3 separate regions of the Mus musculus genome follow, and regions 2 and 3 are each linked to region 1. The links are chromatin contacts, called in public Hi-C and promoter capture Hi-C maps. All regions are on one chromosome and are shown on one strand. The core of a region is the stretch at or near the end of the contact, and the rest is flanking DNA. Distances in the headings are between cores, read along the strand shown.

Region 1 (3,587 bases), core at 304-2,803:
ATTCACAGGGCTCATGAGGGATGAAATGAAGTGTTCTCTAGGGAGGAATAAGCTGAATTTCTGCACAATGGGGCTCATTGATGGGCGAGAACTACATGAGAGAGAACACATGTTAGTAAGCTCTGCACTGTGCTGGACAGAGTGCAACTGTGTGGGCCTTAATCTGCTTCCTAGCATTGCCAGAACCACGGAACGATTTCTGGTACGTTCCTGTTACTAGAAGTTCTCAGCCAGAGATGCATCTTAAAATAGGCTCCCAGTGCTTAAAAATTCCAGTCCCCAGCCTAAGCTCTCACTGAGAGAGGTTTGGAAGGGACCGGAGGACAAGACCCCTTTAATGGACACGACCCCTTTAATTCCCTCTCAAATGAACTTGGAATGAAACTTGGGATTAAAAATGCGTGCTGTCTACATACTCAAACAGCGAGTGCTCTAATGCTCAGTCAACTTTCAGTGATGTCCCATTGCTGTCAGTCTCTGTCCTTGTCCCTCCAGATCACACCTCCCCAACCTCTGGCTCTGTTCTCAGATGGATGGAATTGGACCTGCCTCCTCCAGATTTTGCTGGGAGACTCTAAGCACGTGGAGATTCCTTTGTTTCTCACGCTAAGTTCACAGCACACTGCCTTTTCCTCTGTAGCAACCCTACTTCACGTAGGGGCTTCATTTCCCTCTCCCTCCTCCTCTTCCTCCTCATCACCTCCTTCTCCTCCTCTTCTCCATCCTCCTCTCTGTCCTCCTCCTCCTCCACCTCTCCTTCCTCCTCCCCTTCTCCTCTTCATCCTTCTCCCCTTCTCTTCTCCATCTTTCTCCTCCTCCACTCTATCCTCCTCCCTCCACCTCTCTGTCCTCCTCTCTGCCCTCCTCCTCCTCCTTCTCCTTTCCCTCCTCCTCCATTACGACCACTACCAGCTCCCACCACCAGCACCACCACCACCTTCTTTGATGTCTCCTGGCCTGTTCCACTTTCTCTGTCCTCACCCCCACAGTCCCCTTAAAGCTTCTCACCCTTCCTCACCCCACATGGCTCCTCTCTGAAAGTGGATTCCCAGCCCTTCCTTCCTCATCTGAAATTGTTATTCAGAGTCCGTACCACGGGGTTGGGCCCGTTCTTATTTCAATAGAACCGGTATTTTCCTCTCTATTTTTAGTTTTAAAAGGCTGTTCTCTCATATTACCATCTTTGTCAGAGCCACTGCTTCTGTAGTCAGCATTTTCATTATCAGAGTAGCGCACAGTCTACTAGAAAAAGGGATGAGAACAGAGCCTGGCTGGTGACTGCTGTCAGCCCTGTTGGATCTACGCTCCTGGCCCTGAAGGCAGCAGGATGGCTTTCCGGGACCACCCAAACGAAGCTCCTGGAAGCAGCGTGGGAGCTTTTCCATTTAGATGTTATTATAGAGGAAAAGGCCAAGGGATTGGGGGACACAAACAGGCCACTGGCCCAGGGTTCCCTGGGAATATTAATGTTCAGACTGCTCAGTGGAACAGATTGGCCCATATTAAAGATGAGGAGATAGGCTCTGAGAAGAGGCTCACCGAAGCAGTGGCAGCGCCAGGCTGTGAAGGAAGCCCAGGGTTGAGGCTGAAGCCGTGCCGTCTCAGGTGCTCAGAGCTCCCAGGACCGGGATTCGTGGGCTTTTTCCTAAGCTGCTGCATGCTGCTCTGATCTCTAGGTCTTGGCATAGTTTCCCTTCCTGGTGATCTCCGCGCCCATTGGGGATGGCTCAAAAGGCTTGCTGGGGGCACTCCCACTCTGTCCCCTTTCACAAAAAGTTCAATGCTCATTCTCTGAGCTCCTGGAATACCATCAGCTCTGGTGGCACAGAGGTCAAGGGCAGAGCCCTGCCCACCTTAGTCTGGGGTGTGACCATGCCTTTCTCTTACTTTCGCTGAAGACCCCCTTTTACAATGTACCCCAAAGAAATGCACATGGGGAGGATTCCATCCTGCCCACGGACTCCAACAACAGCAATAGCTACTGCTGGGGGAATTGTGTCTTTCTTCCAAGCCTTTAGGACCACCTGCTTAAGCTTGGGACTAGCCTGCAGCCTCTTGCCACCAGCAGGCAGCTCCTGGAAGCATCTAGCATCAGCCTTGAGATCTTGCAGGCAATGCTGCTCTCTGGTGTCACTTCACAGTACTGCCGTTCCTCTCTGGTCCGGAGCTGGGATTGCAAACCCTGGCGCAGGCCTGACAAGGAGATGTGAGATAGGAGTCTCTCATTGGCCTGAGGCTAGGCCAGGCTGCCTGCCAGTGAGCCCCAAGAGATCTGCTGGTCTGTGTCTCTCCAGTTCTGGGTTACAAGTGATCACCGGTTGTTGCACCCAGCTTTTTTATGCAGACACTGGGGATTGAACTTAGGTCTTCATTACTTTAGGACACTTTATCTCTTCAACCTCAGATTTACAGAGGTCTCTGCTTCCTGAGTGCTAAGAACAAAAGTAAGTACTATTGTGCTCTACTGTAGAATTATTTTTCAATAGCAATGAACATGTCCTGAGTTCGAGAAACAGAAAAGAGGGGAAAAAGTAAACCTCAGGCCAGCGTCGGTCTTAGTGCCCAGTGGCAGCCTTTCTTCTCTGCTTAGTGCACACTGTGACAGTCAACTGAAATGTACCAATATGTCTATTTTGCAAGACTTTAAAAAATACTAAAGGACTTGCGTTCTAATGTCTTTGATTACTCCTATAACAGTGCATGCCTATTATCTTTTGCTAGGAAATATCTCGCCATCCTCTGGGAACGTCCTCCAACCTCTCTGCCACCCCAGTCCCTTACCTGCTTCCCCAACATACTCAGTTCACACGGCTCGCATGGGAGAAGCCAGAGAGCATATTTCCATGGGATTGATTTGTAGAACTAAAGTGGTTAACAAGGAGGCATGAAAGTTTTATAAAATGTCATCAGATACTGTCAGACTTGTACTCTGCAATTGGGCATTCTCACTTTCTAGTTGGGCCGCAGACAAAACGCCGTGAAACTCCAGGTCAGAGTATTGAGCGTGCACCATGCCATGTTATGCTATGCTATGTTAACCCTCATTACCACGCAGGGAAGGAAGCCAGGCTACATGCTATGTGAATCCTCGTTACCACCCAGGGAAGGAAGTGCTGTCTTCACATTACAGCTGTAGGAACTGTGGTTTAAAGAGCTTTACCTGCCTTACTTTAAGAAACAGAGTTGAATCCAAGTCAGGAGAGTCCAGCCACAGCCAGCGTTTCTCAAGTCTGTGTCTTTCAGCACCACTCAGGGTGTATGTGAAAGCTGGCTAGGTCTCTCTCTAGTTTCTGATTCAAGAAGTATAGAGTGGACATGAGAACAGCAGTTCTCAGTCTCCAGTGATGTAACACTGTTCCAGGAACAACCATTGATCCTATTCTGGGACACGGCAATGCTAAGCTTCGACTTTGACTGGATGTGATTTCAGACTCTGTGTTATTATCAAGTATGTGCATCTGTCTAAACAGACCCTTTCATAGTCTTTTGAGTGTTTCAGGTAAGGTCTGTGGTTCTCTCTCTCTCTCCCTGTCCCTCTCCCACTCCCTCTCCCTCTCCCCAGCATGTTATCCATACTTGCTACTGTG
Region 2 (3,587 bases), core at 390-2,889, 460 kb before region 1:
GGTTCGAGTGTTCAAGACCAGCCTCAATGCCATGAAACCATCTCAAACAAATGACAAAACCCCGACTAATGGAAGAAAAGACACTATAGCTCAGAATGAGTGGTAGTAGTTTGTCAAGTGTTCCAAGCAGAGAGATGCATGCAAAGAACAGGTAAGAAACAAGTCCCCTTCGTGAGGGCCAGGAGGACCTGCTGCATGAGAACACCGGGCTGGAGAGATGGCTAAGCCATTACGGGCACTGGCTGCTCTTCCAGAGGTCCTGAGTTCAAACCCCAGCAACCACATGGTGGCTCACAACCATCTATAGGGGGATCCGATGCCCTCTTCAGGCAGCCAGAACACTGGAACACTGGGGGAAACCTTTCGTGATCTAGCTTGTCAGAAACCTGTTTGTACATGTATCTAACAGGCAGGTTAACTGATGGCAGTTTTGTGGAGTTGTGTGGGGTATTTTATAAGCAGTGTTTGTCAAATACCTGGCATATGAACCCTTAGCTGTTAGTCTGCCAGTGTAAGGCATGTGTGGTGAAAGGTAGGTGGACCATTTGGATACACAGGATAAGGAAAAATCCTAAGTGTTAGAATGTTCTGTATCTTGTGCCCTGAAGAGAAGCAGGAAGGGTTTCATAAAGGGGAAATGTCCTGATTAGAAATGCATTGTATGATAATCTCCAAATAATCTAGGCCCTGGGGCATCAGTGAGGACAGGGAGAAGGGGGAGTGTGTCTCTTGCTCACTCTCTAACAGGTCCACCTCGAAATTCTTGGTAGGCAGCCGAACAGAGTTGAAGCCCCAGGTAGGGACGTGGCCTTCCACCGGTGGCTTCCCGGCCAGCATGCGCAAGAACGTGCTTTTCCCTGAGCCATCCAAGCCCAGCACCAACACTTCCCGCTGCTCCAGCTCTTCCAAGGCCGGCTCATCTTCCTCGTCCTCGGGCTGTGGGACAGAGACGAAGGCTGCAATCCCCAACCTCCTTCTTGACCCTCCCTTCCCTAGGGACAACGAAGTGCACCACGGTGCCCCTGCACGCCATCCACGCGTCCCGGGGCAGGCACCTGTGGTCTGACATTGCAGGGCAGGAGCTGCTTTTTGAGTCCTAAACTAAAAGTCTCACTTTTCTTTTTGACTCCTCATGATTTCGCGCACAATCTTTCTCATCATAAATCCTTGGCTTCCACGAACAGTAAACCCAAGACAATCCCAAGATCTCACGATTATCCGGCACCGGGAATGAGGGCTCTACCAGGGATCCCCGGGGCGGCGCCACTGCGCTTACTGCACTGTCGCCTGGCTGGCTCCTACCGCGCCCACGGGGCTACCGAGCCCGATGCCCTGCCCGGGCCCTCGCGCTTGCACTCCGCGCTCACAGCATGCGTAGGCCTCCCTGACCTCGGCGGCTCGCACTCACCTCCCACTCGTCCCACTGAGGGAGGCGGGCAGTGTCCGCGCCCCACCAGGCCTCGCCCCGGTCCCAGCGCCGCTCCCGGCCGCGGCCGAAGTAAGCTTTCCAGAGGATAAAGAGCACAGAGCCCAGCACGGCTGCGGCGCCACCCAGAGCCAGCACCAAGGGGCCCAGCGGCCGCGGCGCCATTTGGCCTGGGAGCAAGACCGACCAGCCTGCGGTGGAAGATGGAGCTGTGGCCGCGCCCACCCGCCGGACCCCGCCACACTACAAGCCCCACAATGCACTGCTCGCTGCCAGCGAAGGCTGCGCTTGTATTGCGGTGGGGAAGGGGCACTAGGGTGGGATGGGCTTTCCGAGTAGGGGTTCGGTCCAGGATGGATCTTCCACTCCCTGACCAGTGTGGTAGAAGTGAGGCTGTGCGGACCTGTTGAGTCCCTTCAGAGAAGGAAACACTGAGACTTAGCAGGTATTAAGTTGCTCAAGGTCGCACCATAGTCTAGTTTGGCATTTAAACCCAATCTATGTCACCTGGGTATTTCTCAGGACCACAAAAAAGAGAAATCTCGAAACTAATTATATGGGATCATACGCCAGTGGGATGGCAGAAGGAAGAAGTTTCTCCAAACCTTTGGTGGCTTACTGTGCACAGCAATGAAGAATGTCTGTCTGGCAAGGAAAGTTCAGAGCAATCACATTGTCAGCCACTCCCAGAGACTGCAGGGCTTCCAAGTACTGCATCAGAGAGAAGAGAAACAGGAAAAAAAATGGTGCCCCAAGCTACAGCAGTCCTTTGGCCTTCACTGCGTCTGCGGGATAATGGGAGAGAGTGTCCCAGTGTCCAGCTATGCCTGCCTCTTTAAAGTAGCACGCACACTACACACTCCTTAGCCAGTTTCTCTGTGCCCTAACCTCTGTTCTTTTTGGGCCCCCTTACTTTTGGCTACATATCTATGCTGCTTCCCCTTCTGTCTTGACTTCTTGTTTCTTAGGGTTTTTTGTTTTGGTTTGGTTTTTGGTTTTTCGAGACAGGGTTTCTTTGTGTAGCCCTGGCTGTCCTGGAACTCACTCTGTAGACCAGGCTGGCCTTGAACTCAGAAATTCGCCTGCCTCTGCCTCCCAAGTGCTGGGGATTAAAGACGTGTGCCACCACGCCCGGCTTTGTTTCTTAGTTTTAAAAAATACCTCTATCGGAGTTGTAGAGATGACACTGGTTCAGAGCACTGGTTGCTCTTTCAGAGGACCTGATGAGTTCTACTCCGAGAACTCACACAGCTGCTCCCAACCTTCTGTAACTGCAGATCTTATCTGGCTTCTGCAAACACCATGCACACTCATGCCCACAGTGCCCAGATATACAAGCAGGCAAAATACCTCTATAAAAAAAAAATCTCAATAGCAACACCTCTTTGGGGGAGGTTCATTTTGCTTATTTGATAGAAGTCTGGAGGTAGCAGAATAGAGCACTCTGAAAGGTTTTACTCTCAGTGGCACTCAACCTCATGGTGACTCTTTAATATAGTTCCTCATGTTGTGGTGACCCCAACCATAAGATTTTCTTTGCTTGCTACTTGGTAACTCTAATTTTGCTACCGTTGTGAATTGCAATGTAAAAGCTTGTGATTGTGGGTTGAGAACCATTGATTCAGAAATTACTATTTGCAGAGCAGGAGAGAGATCTCCCTTCCCTTTCCCTTCCCTTTTCCCCTTCCCCTTCCCCTTCCCTTCCCTTCCCCTTCCCTTTCCCTTCCCTTTCCCTTCCCTTTCCCAATCCCTTCCCTTTCCCCTTCCCTTCACCTTCCCTTTCTTCTTCCCTTCCCTTTCCCCTTCCCCTTCCCTTCCCTTTCCCCTTCCCCTTCCCTTTCCCCTTCCCTTTCCCTTGCCTTTCCCCTTCCCTTCCCTTTTCCCTTCCCTTTCCCCTTCCGTTCTCTTTCCCCTTCCCTTCCGTTTTCCCTTCCCTTCCCTTCCCTTCCCTTCCCTTTTCCCTTCCCTTCCCTTCCCTTCCCTTTCCCCTTTCCTTCCCTTTCCCCTTCCCTTCCCTTTTCCCTTCCCCTCCCACCCCCTCTCCTCCTCTCCCTTCCCCTTTCCCTTTCCCTCTCCTCTCCTCTAATGCATACCACTGGAGTGCCTGGTGCCTCCCAAGGTCAAAAGAGGATCCCGCAGCCCCTAGAACTGGAGTTAATGC
Region 3 (3,587 bases), core at 310-2,809, 340 kb after region 1:
AAACATTGTTTAGTTTGGCAAGAGACACTGTGCTTCAAAGGGTACCTTAAACCTGAAGGCCAGGCCTTTCTTTCTTCCCCAGAGCACCACAGTATGACACAGCCGTGCATTGCTTAGCAGTGGAAAGCCATCCTCAGGAAGCCATCATTAGGGGCTTTACCGTGGAACTATGACAGCACTTAGGCCTAGCAAGCTACCCATGTAAACTGTGCAGTCTGTTATGTGGGCAAAGCCTGGCGCTCCTGGGTCAGTGGTGAACTAAACCACTTATGACCAAGCCAAGCAGGAGAGAAAATGGTATAATCGAAAGTCATTGAAAACAACAGAGGTGTGAAGCCACTGCTCTTATATCATTTGACTATAAACTTTGTTTTTTAATAAGTGAAAGGAATTTAAAAAATAACACTCTAAGACAGCAATAGAAAATATAATCAGTACATGAACTAGTGACCCTGTCCCTCGGTGCTAAGTATCATGTACTGTCTATAATTGTGCTTGGTGTATTTACAATTGGTTGCTCACTAGATTTGTTTACATTAGTGTTGCCATAGAAACGGCCACCATATACATAGTTCATTACTGACCAATATCTTTACAGCGCTCATGACTATTCATTCAGTTTCAGCAGAAAGCCATGCTTCAAAACAGGAAAGCATCATGCTTAAGGCTACAGGGCGTGGGGATGTTTCTGGTCTCAATTCTATGTAACTCTCAAGTCCTTCATCCCACTTAATGCCATTATGAATTGAAGAACCCGGGCTATCACATCCACCGCCTGCCTTCTCCATTCCTGGTCCAGCTACTTCCTCCTGAACGTCACCTGTCCTGAGTCATTGCCCATCTGTTTGCTTCCTCGCCCAACGTCTCCGCATCCCCACCGATCCCCATTTCATCTTCTTAGGGATGACACCTGGAAGCTGAGTGGGTGATGGAAGCCTAATTCTGGAGAGAAGAGAACAGCAAAGAAGACAGGAGGGTGATAGAGTGAGGATGACAAGCCCTTGCAGGGTTGACAAGGTTTGCTCAGAGATAGAAACACCCAGTTGCTATGATTTTAGAAATGGCAACAATTATCTCTGATTTTAGAGTTGCTACAATTGTCTCCGCTTTTTCTTAGGCGATGAGAAAACAAGAAGTAATTTCCCATGTTGGGGAATATGTGGCAGAACTGGAAACCAGGCCAATGTCACCCAGAAAGCTGTAGCTCCAGATGGCAGGGAGCCCAGCTGGTAGAGAAGTGCCCTCTGTGAATCGTGGCTGGCATCCTTGCCTCAGGTAGAGCAGTGGGTCCTGAGGGCGACTGAATAGGAAGTAAATGGCTATCTATATCTTTATTCTAGAAGCACGAGGTCTCTATCTGTCCATTAATATTGCATTTGGTTAACGCAGCATACTTAATGCACCTAAGATGGGTAAAATTCACTTTAAAGGGTCACAGAGAGAGGATCCCAAAAAAAATTTTTTTCAGCACATTTAAAGGCTGTAACTGTTGCTCTGTCTGCAGCAGGCTTGGTACAATAGTAAGAACAGCTGTGTGTGTGCAATGCTTCCCTTCCCATCTCTGTGTTCAGCAACTTCACACTGTCAGCTGCAGCCTAGGCAGGGAGCTGTGCACAGTAGGAACTGGCAGATGTGCTAGAAGGGGGGTGAGCTTCAGATGCCCACACCCTCTAGACCTCCACTCTCTGTAGACCTTGCCTGGCGGAAGTCTGTGTGCTCCAAACCCTCTCTCCAGTGCATCTGTCCACGGAACAGGCCTGCTTCTGAGCTCTCCTCCCAGCTCAGGATGGCCTTTTGGGAGCTCTTTTTTGAAACAGTAATCTTTCAAAAACCTGCACCTTTTCTGGCTGTTCCTCTTGATCAAGGGCACTACTGACCCCAAGTCAGATCCTCGGCAGTCAACCTAGAAGCCGCCTGGTTACGCCTTGAGATCCGTAATGGTGGATCTCTATTGCCAGTTTGATGGGGGTTTACAGCCACTCTGGAAACAAATGCCCGGGCATGTCTGTGAGGAGCCTTCTGGATTGGGTTGAGTCAGAAAGATACAACCTGAGCAGGCTGGGTCCCAGCCTGAGCAAAGGCCTAAGAGCAAGCTGAAACACCAACAATCTATTGTTCTCTGTTTACCGGCTGTGGATGCCATGTGACCGGTTCTTTCCTGATACTGTAGCCATGCCTTTCCTCCCATGAAGGACTGCAGAAAATTCGAAGCAAGCAAGCAGCCCCTTGTTGCCTTCGTTTGCTTCTCAGTCAGGAATTTTGCTACAGCACTGAGGACCGAGGAAGTACTGAATACAAGGTCCAACCCCACTGCTTAGACCGCAATGTTGCCTTCCCAGACATAATACAGCCAGCTCCTTCTGGACTCATACTATATATATATATATATGCAAAAATACATATGTGCACACAGATGTAACAATAATAAAGAGGAAGAGGTCATGAACTCAAGGTGAGATGAAGAAGAATGTGGAAGTGTTAGGGCCAGGAGAGGTGGAAATGGTATGAATACAGTACTCATGTACGAAATTCTCAAAACTAAAGAAGTGATTATAAAAAACAACATTCATGCAGTGAGCTACGTTTTAGGTAAAAGAAAAGAGGTACCAGCTCCTTGCCTTCCGAAGTCTGCTCGCCACAGAATCCCTGGCAGCGAGGGTTCTTGGCAGCATGTCAGAAAGGATATTTCAAGGCAGACACTAATGCGGTTACACATGTCTCTGCACTCAGCAAAAGGTTCCGCTTGTGCCCTGGAGGCTGTGCTACCTGACATCAGGCTGGCGGCTCTGAATGAGTCAACCATTGTCTCGGGCTGGAGAGCCAGAGTGGAGTCAGAAAACCTGAAGTCTTACTTACATGTTTCCTAAGTTCAAAGCCAGCGATCAGTAGAAGGCAGAACAGCGATGCTCCACCCTCGGACATCAAATCCCCCAGCTGTCAACTACATCAACTTTATAGACTGGGAGGAGGACAATGCTTGTGAAGATGGTGGCAGATTAAAACTCTTTGTGCTGTGACTCTGTCCCCACTCAGACAAGTGCAGAGAGCCTGACAGAGCCCAGAGCTGTGCTCCACCGGAGGGAAAGCTGCCCACAACGAGGACACTAGCTGTCTTAGTCTGTCAGTGCAGCCTCCAGAAAGGACACAGTTGGGGGTGGAGGAGCCTCACAGGACAGAGAACGCTGATGTGATCCCGGTTTCCCAGAGGTACGATAGCCAAGTCCTTATACCCATTATGCAGACCAGAAAGTTTTAATGACTTGTATAAGGACAGTGAGTGCTATCAAAACACCCTAGCTCTCTTTGCTCCAGGGCTTTTGAGAGTTCCACCTTCTTCTAGAGGTGAGGTGGCGCAGATGTTATTTCTCAGCAAAGGAAAGAGAGCCTCCTAATGGCTACTAACGGTATTTCAAGTTAACCAGCTGCCTTGGAGGTCTCCATAGGAATGTGCCGGTAGCTTCACTAGAGGGCGCCAGTGCCTCCTGAATGGTCACATTCCATCCAGGAGGTGTCCTGTGGCCAGTGAAAGCCACCTCCGAGCCAGGCTTTTCAGCAAACAGAGACCTAGCTTTCCCTTTTCTTTCATT

Evidence for each region. Promoter capture Hi-C pulls out the DNA fragments that hold promoters and counts their contacts. Hi-C and Micro-C count contacts between places; a contact is called where the count stands out from the background.
Region 2: a contact with region 1 is called in a promoter capture Hi-C map of pre-B cells. The contact joins the promoter of Arl10 here to the enhancer-like site in region 1. A contact is called at or near these places in 11 of 39 promoter capture datasets (the 3T3-L1 cell line, 3T3-L1-derived adipocytes, the C10 cell line and 6 more), 3 of 15 datasets of contacts at CTCF or cohesin (the NIH/3T3 cell line, large pre-B cells and pro-B cells), 5 of 484 Hi-C or Micro-C datasets (cortical neurons, embryonic fibroblasts, forebrain and 2 more), 13 of 115 datasets of contacts at active chromatin or transcription factors (the 230-238 cell line, astrocytes, embryonic forebrain and 9 more) and 2 of 9 other capture datasets (adipose tissue and pancreatic islet).
Region 3: a Hi-C map of cortical neurons shows a contact between it and region 1, with 5 times the contacts expected there. The contact joins two enhancer-like sites. A contact is called at or near these places in 1 of 15 datasets of contacts at CTCF or cohesin (stem cell-derived epiblast-like cells), 12 of 484 Hi-C or Micro-C datasets (the C10 cell line, the HPC-7 cell line, cortical neurons and 7 more), 3 of 115 datasets of contacts at active chromatin or transcription factors (the NIH/3T3 cell line, embryonic fibroblasts and embryonic stem cells) and 1 of 9 other capture datasets (embryonic stem cells).

Annotation. Positions count from the first base shown.
Region 1 is chr13:54,112,532-54,116,118 of GRCm38.p6, reverse strand. No RefSeq gene overlaps it. Among named protein-coding and RNA genes, the nearest start is that of Gm52069, 24 kb to the right of the region's middle. Within about 2 kb of position 1,553, at least 19 of the 459 cell types and tissues checked have an H3K27ac peak or open chromatin away from gene starts, as enhancers often do. A contact at or near this core is called in cortical neurons and hippocampal neurons, where this site is marked.
Region 2 is chr13:54,573,099-54,576,685 of GRCm38.p6, reverse strand. Arl10 (ADP-ribosylation factor-like 10) reads right to left here and starts at 1,639. Exons shown (of 4, transcript NM_019968.3): 1 at 1,409-1,639; 2 at 738-936. The coding sequence starts at 1,591.
Region 3 is chr13:53,775,738-53,779,324 of GRCm38.p6, reverse strand. The region is part of intron 1 of Gm34439 (a long non-coding RNA gene); the gene reads left to right. Among named protein-coding and RNA genes, the nearest start is that of Gm34439, 10 kb to the left of the region's middle. Within about 2 kb of position 1,559, at least 12 of the 459 cell types and tissues checked have an H3K27ac peak or open chromatin away from gene starts, as enhancers often do. A contact at or near this core is called in cortical neurons, where this site is marked.